2 separate regions of the Gasterosteus aculeatus genome follow, and region 2 is linked to region 1. A link is a contact called in public Hi-C data. All regions are on one chromosome and are shown on one strand. The core of a region is the stretch at or near the end of the contact, and the rest is flanking DNA. Distances in the headings are between cores, read along the strand shown. Region 1 overlaps rflna (refilin A). Region 2 overlaps LOC120830226 (a long non-coding RNA gene).

The links. Hi-C and Micro-C count contacts between places; a contact is called where the count stands out from the background.
Region 2: a contact with region 1 is called in a Hi-C map of skeletal muscle, with 9 times the contacts expected there. The contact joins two enhancer-like sites. A contact is called at or near these places in 5 of 6 Hi-C or Micro-C datasets (liver, skeletal muscle, tail fin and 1 more).

Annotation. Positions count from the first base shown.
Region 1 is chr13:16,182,060-16,186,513 of fGasAcu3.hap1.1, forward strand. It overlaps rflna (refilin A), which reads right to left. Exons shown (of 4, transcript XM_040196551.2): 3 at 3,653-3,762; 4 at 649-3,508. The coding sequence ends at 3,175. Among protein-coding and RNA genes, the nearest start is that of rflna, 6.3 kb to the right of the region's middle. Within about 2 kb of position 2,047, at least 2 of the 9 cell types and tissues checked have open chromatin away from gene starts, as enhancers often do.
Region 2 is chr13:16,222,886-16,227,339 of fGasAcu3.hap1.1, forward strand. LOC120830226 (a long non-coding RNA gene) reads left to right here. Exons shown (of 2, transcript XR_005713880.2): 2 at 2,974-4,454. Among protein-coding and RNA genes, the nearest start is that of LOC120830226, 5.5 kb to the left of the region's middle. Within about 2 kb of position 1,981, at least 2 of the 9 cell types and tissues checked have open chromatin away from gene starts, as enhancers often do.

The DNA of each region.
Region 1 (4,454 bases), core at 797-3,296:
ATGGTTCTACATGCCCACCAGCAAGCTTTGTGGATAGCAGTGTAAAAATGAAAAACAAAAAAGACACTGCCTTAATGTTTAAATAAAAAGCTTATTGCCATTCATGGTCTCGGAGTCGTGTTATTTATTCCTGCGTTCTCTCACATTTTATTCCTTTTGCCTACAGAAACGTTTGACCGAGCTAAGGTTATAACAGTAGTACCACCAAGGGGCAGTATAAGCAAACGTTTTAATAGTTACACTTTATTTTGTTTTTGACACCGACTGCTGCAGGACATGCTTTCCCCATCATTTTACCGTAATTTAAGCAAGGTAACTGTTAAAACAAAGCAATGGTTCTTGTTAAAACTGCAGCTGCGTTAATCTTGGTGAAGGTCAGAGCTTTCAGTGGTGGTTATTCTATAAATGAGCTGCTCAGCTGCGGCTCCTCTGGTCTCCTGTGATTTGTGCAATTTATCTATTGTGTCAAACTGCATGTCTGTTATGATCCGCCTCCTTACTTAATTCCCTGAGCGCTACAAGGTGACAATGTCATGAGATTTAGACTGAAGCCTTTCACTCTCAATTTAAAGTCCTTTGTCCTTATAAGTACAAAACTAAAAATACTATGTCCTGTAGATCAAGCAACAAATACTCAACACAACAGAATAAGGGTTTGGGAATAGCTTTTTTTTATTTATTTAGAATATACATCTTTTTAAATTATTTTCTTTGATCAGAACAAAAATGATAATTGATGTACAAAAATATAAAGAGAATTATGGAGTGCCTCAATGCCACATATACAACAGGAAATCATTTTACAGTAAAGAAAAGGTATTTCACATAAAACCACCAAGTATTAAATTTGTCACCCACCAACTTTCTCTTCTCGTTCTCTTGACATTTCACAGACAATCTACACAAACAAAACTCTCCATCTTTCCTGGAACTTTGCAGTATAAAAACCATCTCCAAAACAATTTCCTCCCTCGTCTATAATGTTTCCTTTGAAGGAGCGGATGTTATTTTTCTGTCTTTGTATCGCTACTTTCTGTTCCCTCGTTAAACTCACTTCGTGCCTCCGCGTGCCTGGAGGGTTTTACAAACTATAAAAATAACAAGTTAATCTGATAGAGATAAAAATCTAAGTAAAGTCTGAAATTTACTCATTTTAGTTGTTAAATAATCTAAAGACAGACAAGAAAAGTAATGGGAACTCTCCATAAAAATCTATTTTACATCTCAACAGGGATATCTGATGTGGTTTAACTGCTTCGTTATAACAGAGTGGTTCAACGCTTTGAAATTGCCTTGGATCATTAAACCTTTGACTATTTGTTCATATCTGAAAACAAAATGAAACACCAACGATTCGTAAATTAAATTTACATCTCCACTTTGAGTGTTTACGACTGTACGACGAAATTTACACTTTGCTCAAATAAAGGCGGTAAAGTTGTATCACACAATGACACAAAGTAGTTCTTATATAGGAATTAAATGCCAAGTGTGACTGTCGTAGCTACTGCACACACGGTTAGCTAACGGAAACAACTGACAAAGCTAACTTTAGCCGGCTAGCATGTCTGCAGCGCGCTTGAAACATCTGCCCTCACGCCTTTAAATTAAAACAAGATTTTGAATCAAATCTCGCAAAATGAACAACATGGTTATAATATCATAACGCAATATTACCAATGTCAGACAAAATGGCCGCATAATGTAAGCTACTTTCAAAACTGCCTCAATACTAACACCTAAAAACACTGACTTATAAATAAAACAATGTACGATATACATTTACAAAAGATTACTACTTTAGTTTAATATAATGTTTTACTGTTTATTTTTTGATGCTGATGTACTTCATGTTTAGATTGTTTTGATTGGACAAAGCTGCCGATTTGTCCTAAAAAATGTGACTAGCAGACATTATTTAAATATTAATAGTGCAATATGATTAAGTAAATTACTAGTTTGAAACCAACGCCTAGTTCGTGCACAGACAGGATTTACGAATAGCTGGTTAAACCTGATCCTGAACAGTTGTTGCTTTATTTAGAGGCAGTTGAAACGCAGATTTTCCACAGAACTAAACGCTCCATATTCAGCTCCAAGAGTTGTGACACAGAAGTCTTTCAAATGAACAAACTCTTTCCCTGGTTGTCTAATTTGTGATTGTCACTCGTGCGAGAAGCTCCACCGTCTGACGCCAAAGCCGGTTCAGAAAGGTAAACAATACAATGATTGCCACGATTCTTAACTGCCATGAAAACACACGCGTTTTTCTCAATCATATTTTACTATAGATGACGTGCTCATGAAGCAGACTAAGAAAGGATGTTATTTTGTTGATCTGCAGCCAAACAAGCTAATAATAACCTGTTCTAGTAAAACAACCTTGACTCTGACATTACCTTAACAAACGTATTCAAATTTTTCAAAGTTTTAACAGACGTTCAAAAGGACTTTGAATCCTGACCACATAATTCCAACACAGCTGAATATTTAATGTTGCAAAGAATTGTAGATTTGAAAACCAAGTGTTCAAAGGTACTAAAATCTTCCTTTTCCAAATTTTTTCACAAATACAGCTCTGGTGAATAAACATGACATCTTGCAACGCGCAGTTTAATCAAACGTCTGATCGAACTACACAAGCTGCAGTTCGAATGTGTGTTAAATGAAACTGTACAACTAAAGCAAAAGTTTCTTCTTATTACAAAGAGATGAACTATCTTTGGTCCAATTCCCCCTCGGTCCTCGGCAATGTCAAGTCCACTGGGAGGACAGTAATTTATAGAAAACGAGTGCAATGAAGCCATATTAGAATGCTTTGCATTGGTGTGACCGGCTTTGCGCAGGCTCAATACACAGACGCCTGTTACCTTCACTGTGGTCTAACCCGAAGGAGAGCAAAGGCCACCAACTTGTCATCTCTTGCATTAAATAAGACATGATCCATTGAAGTGCAGTATTAAAACTGCCAGAGGACAGACTCCCTTGTTTTAAGGACTACGTCAGTAGAAAGTCTAAATGCACTGAGGAGATATGTCACTAAAGCCTTCCTCCATGGTGGGTACAAAGTAGGTTTTTAAAAAAAAGAAGTATTTCCGCTCCCAAGTTCCTCGTCCTCCAAAACACATAAGATGATCACCAGGTAGCCCTCTTCTCCCAGTTGCGGTCTGGACTCTACAGGTCTTCTGTGTAGATGATGCAGGGACTAGTGTCCTCACTCGACTCCAGCTGCACCGTGGAGACGAACCAGCGGCGGGAGCCCGTGGCGTTGTAGTTGAGCGTCGTGCGGTACGTGTTCTTTGCGTGCTTTGGGTAGATGATGGTGGTGCTCTGGTAGCTGATGGGTTTCTGCCGTGGCTCCAGGTACACCTGGGACTTGTAGCTCCTCCAAGTGCAGTTGCGCACCGCCACAACGGTCTCGCTGAAGGAGGTTGCCGTGGGAACGGGGGCGCAGTACACCCGGTCCTGGTAATGCTTGTCCGAGTCGTACCTGACCTCAGAGCTGCACCTGGAAACGAGACGGTGACGAGATCAGAAACTTATACAGTTTAAGAGCGATCGCTAGGTGGCACTGTTGGCATGTATTGATCACAATAAGTGAAGAAGGCTCCATATTGCAGAAAACATTCTTTATGTGTCAAAGTTCCCTTACTTGATTTCCTGCTCGGGTTTGGGGTTGACCTCGATGCTTTCTCCGAAGAACACAGGGTACATGCGAGTCTTTGCGTCTGTGTTTGTGGAGTTTAGCAGCAGGTAGGGAAGCTGTGCAAGAGGAAACACAACAGTCAAAGTCTCACAAAGGCATCCATGAACCGCTGAACTGTTCGTAACCAGCCCACCAACGTGTTCGTTCAAGGAATTCCAGTAAAAATTTTTTAAAAAAGCAGCATGGTTGGGGAGCCAGGAACCCAAATTAAAAACACTCCAGAAAAACACACTCCTTCATCTGCCCTCATGAGAACTTGTGGCACGACTATTACAGAAACAATTAGACAAATAGAACAGCCCCAGGAACAGCACTTCCATTTTAATTTAGATAATTACACTGTGTGGCTCCAACCGAATGAAAATGAAAATCTCTTTCTAGCTGGCCAGAGAAATGTGTGACCAAGATGACACAGCTGTGTTGTGCGAGTAGACTGAAAACAGGCTGGCAAATTTGGAGCCTAATGTTTGGAGGCGGATAGTAGCTATCATTGTAATGACATGACTCAGTTGGAGATGATACGGTAAAATAATGACATGAAATGAGGTGCAGTTTAAAGAGTAACGTATTGGTCCGCCAGCCAACACAGGGAAGTTATCCAAAACACACTCTCTAAATATGTTGTGCCTTTGTCATATATCATTGATCATTGTGCAAATCCTTTTTTGTAGATGGAAATGATCAAAGATTGAATGTGTGTGGGCATTTTTCTGAGATTCATCTCATCTCTGCCATTGTCACTACTCCA
Region 2 (4,454 bases), core at 731-3,230, 41 kb after region 1:
GCCGAATACATAGGTTAGTGTTAGATAGATATTGCCTTCCCCTTCCTCAGTTTTAAGAGTGGAAGGTAAATATTCCACTCTGGGATGTTGGCAGCACCTGAAATAGTCCAGAGCAGGCACCCAGCAGTCCACTGCAATGAGACATATACCAACTACATGCATCTAAATGTACTGAAGAGTGCCAGCTGTGCACACACATTGAATCACCCTCAAATACACAGTTCATACAGATCTTAAATATGCAGTCACGTTGAAGCATTTCTGCCTTGTTTATCACAGTGTGTTTGTACATTTATCTTTGTTGGCAGCCGCAGGCCTTCAATTCCAGTGCAGTAATAAGCAAGTTTACCTGCAGTATCCATCAGCACTGCGTCTGCACAGCTGCAGCAGATGTGTCCTCTCCGCCCACTGTGTTTCAGAGGAGACAGACTTTCTGTGAGAAAGAAGGAAACTCGTCTGAAGAGAAAAAATAAAACCCTCTCAGCTACCTGAGGAGGGATACATTCAGCATAAAAAATCCAACATTTGAAATTGAGTGCGGCCTGCCTGTGGAAAAGAACAACACGATAATAATAATTCCAATAAGAAGCTATTTTTATTAGACTGGTTGTTATATTAAACTTTTATAATCACGTCACTCTAAAGTAACTAACTTATAAAGGACTTTTTTCTAAGCTAGGAGACCTTTAGCTTTGCTTAACTACAGGGGACAATAGCTGCATAACATCCAATTAGTTTAATCTGTGAACAAAAATGAATGCTGAATATTTCTTGTTGGGAAACTGCACACACCAGCAAAGAGAGAGAGGCAGGGTAGCTGTTTCTCATCCCTCTTTATGCTAAGCTTAACTATTTGCCTTCAGCTATACTTAACACACAGACATGAGAGTTCTTGTGTTGCCAAAATGTCAAACTATTCCTTTAACATTGATGTCACACTGACTGACTAGATGCTTCAGCTCTAATTAGGTCCTCATCTAACTTGAGTACCAGAGCCCTGTAAGGTTTGGTCTCTACATTGTGGCTGTGTAGTTTTCACCTTCGCTGTCACGTCGTGGCCACACCGTGTGGTTTCTGTTAATTTATGTATGAAAAACACAAGAATATAAATGAGAAGGAGGCACTGCAGACCCACTCCGAGCTCATCAGCAAGAGAACCAACAGAGAGCCTCCATTACACCACAACTTTTAATTTTAGCCAACATTTTTTTCTACTCAACAAAGAAGTCATTCAAATTAATCCAGAGGCAAAGTCACTTATAGAAATAAATCATGGCACATGTTTACATTTACACTACAATAGATCATTTGATGAAGATGGTGAATCCTCACGCAAACATTTGCTCGTGGTCTCATAGTGGAATTAAGGAGCACAGCCGCTTCATAAAGCATCAGCTGAAAGAACAAAAAAAACAAAACAGCGATCCTGCTCATTGGATATAACCGCTCCACTACTTCAACAACATTCAAACATTCTTCAGTGGCATTAGAAAATATTTGGAGATGGAGGGAGAAGGAGAGAAACCCAAGACATAAACATGTGGAGCTGAGAGAACTAACAGGCTCAGAAAGTCAACCTGCCAACGGGAGCTGTGGCTTCCAGGAATGTGCACAAACACACCATCTCATAGCTGGGTACAATCTGTGCTCACATTCTCTCTCTCTCTGTCTCACTTGCAACTTGCAGGCGTTTTAAAGTGGAAACTAGTAAAAAAAAATGCTGAATGTAAATATTAAGTGCAAATATTTACAACGGTTATTTTTTAGTACATGACAATTTAGAGCTCCAGATTTGAAATTAAATTCTTAATAGATTTAACCTAAACATGTGCATATCAAACTTCTAGCTTTGGTGCTCTTCTGCATTTTATTAAGTACTTAGCATTCGGGGGCAGAAGTGCGATGGCAGTATGTTGCTGTTCCTGCCCTGTTCACTTCACCTTGACGGCTCGCCAGCTGCTCGCCCAGCAGAGTCAACAGCAACTCGTTTACACAACCTCCAATTCCAATTTTTCCCTCCATCAAGTTTGTGTAATTTGTTTCATGCCTGTCACTCTTGTCAATACGATTTTCTTCATCACATGCCGCAACGGTAGACTTCTGGTCACAGTTGAGGACAGTTTTAGACGTTTGTGGAGTGAAATATAGCCCTCTGCATAGTGCACAGTTGGTCTCACACTGCAGCTTCACACCATATGTTGTCTTTGAACCGTGTGTCTGCCTGACCTTTACGGAATTTCAACATGATACTGCACCGATGTCAACCAGGTAAGTTCTTGTGTTGCATTTGTTAAAGTCCTTCAGGGTATTTAGCAGTGCAGGTTTGATCACTGCCTCAAATGTTGCTGTTATCAATGTGACCGATGACTGCTGCCAAGTACTTGATTCATTATGCACTTTGTTCTTCCAGGAGCAAAAACCAAAACCGTGAGATTTACAGGAGGGTTTGTTCACCGGAGATATTGCTGTAGGAACATTAATTAAATGGTATTTTATGGCGAAAGACCATAATCCATTTATTCACCAGATGTAAAATCCCAGTGCTTTGGCTGTTTGAAAATGCATGGAAAATTCAGAATGATAAGGTTATGTTTTACACAGAAAAGGGCAATTGAGCAGGTGGATACACACCCTGTTAAAATTATTTATGTTTTGAGTAGACGCTAAGTGTTTCTGGCAAGGTGCCATTCCAGGAAAATTAGTTTGGCCAATTTGAATGGCAGATAAAGACTCTTTTCATTGCACTCGCTGAGGTACTGGAGCAGCCCTGTCATAGAGTTTCAAGGCAGAGCCGTGCCCCTGCCTAAATGAAAATACAGCATGGAAAGAATGTAGCTGAAATGAAACTCAGTCACATTCGTCGCCAAACAGCCAAATATGCACTTGGAAAGTAACTGCAGCTCCATTAACGGGAAAGTGCAATGTATGGAACAATAATGTTTAATAACCTTGAAATCTTCTGTCTTTTCTCAGAGTACAGGACGGACTGGCAGCCAAGGGCGACAGTGGACTCATTGAAGACGGTGTGACAGTGGAGGCCATAATCCGTGGCTTTCCTGTGCTGACTGCTCTCTCAGAGCCCAGCCGGTGTTGGGTTTCGATGCAAGCAGCTGGGAGAGGGTATTTTGTGGTCCTCTTCAGTCCTCTTTGAAAGAGGATAGTCGGGATAGAGTCCCTCCGTGAGGCCCTGAGGACCCTGCCGCTGCATCCACACTGAAGAGAGTCGTCCCTGTTGCGGCCAGCATGAGCAGCTGGGAGACTTTGGCAGCAGGTGAACACAGCACCAGTGTGAAGGAGAATATCTGGCAAGAGAACTGGAAGATCTTGAACCAATGTGGGAACTCAGGGTGTTATAGACTGGTTAAAAACCCAATGTTTTCAGTTCAGGAAGGTCCAGACAGGGAGGACGTGCGGATGTGCAGAGTAATGCTTTTCCCTTGCCCCCACAGAGGAAATGGACAACTTTAGGAAGGGCCGTGACACTGTGTCAATTGGCCTGTCATTCTAAGTGATCTATTTTGTGTTAATTCAGAAAGTTCTCATGGTATAAATGGTTTCCTTGTATTTTGCCTGGCCACACAGATGGTGGAAAATAGCTCTGTAGTGGGTTTTGCTTGGCCAGGCCGCTCAGTTTTATTTGGAGCCCTGCACTAAAGGATGAGTCGCCCAGTTTGACTGGAGCGCGCCCAAGGCCTTTGCAGATCAAACAGGCACTAAAATCCATATGCAAGATGAATAAACAGCGACCGGTGTTTATTTACCACATTTGACCCTTCTGTATGTACCCAATTCTTGCTAACTCCACACTCTGGAAGGAAAAGACAAAATCCTGCACAGCTGAGTTTGGTAAGTGCGTCAAGTAGGGCAGCAGGACGTTAGTGTTTGTGGGCTCCTGTAACTTTTCATTCAACACGTTTTATGTAAAAGTTGGGTACTGAACACGGACATTTTTTGGTACTGCTGGTGGCGAAAGTATTGATTATATTTCAGGAAAATGCCGTTGCTGCGTTTGAACATCCTATACTCTAATATTCATTCTCTGAATACTCAACTTGTGGTTTAAAGACGGATACACGTGGGCACATAAAAAGTATATGTCAGCAGAATTCTCATCACTATTGTGGAGAAACAGAAAATCTTCAGCTATTCCCTTATTTTTCTCTGGGAAAACACAGAGCTGTGATTATGCTGGTGCACCGGGGATGGCTGAGGTGGTCGTAATAGGAGCCTGGGGATTTTAAGACTGCTCTGGATCTGGGAAAGGCATGTCTGCTTCTGCTTCTCTTGGTTCGCGACCAGACTGTGATAATCCAAGAGGAGAGTGTCCACCGCAAACCACAAAACAGCTTTGCACATAACCTTACCACCCAAGTTAGCCCCAAGCAGTGGGTTGACTAAATGAAGGCTATGAAGAGGCATATTTGTGCTTCTACTCAAGGAAGCTGAATGAGGGC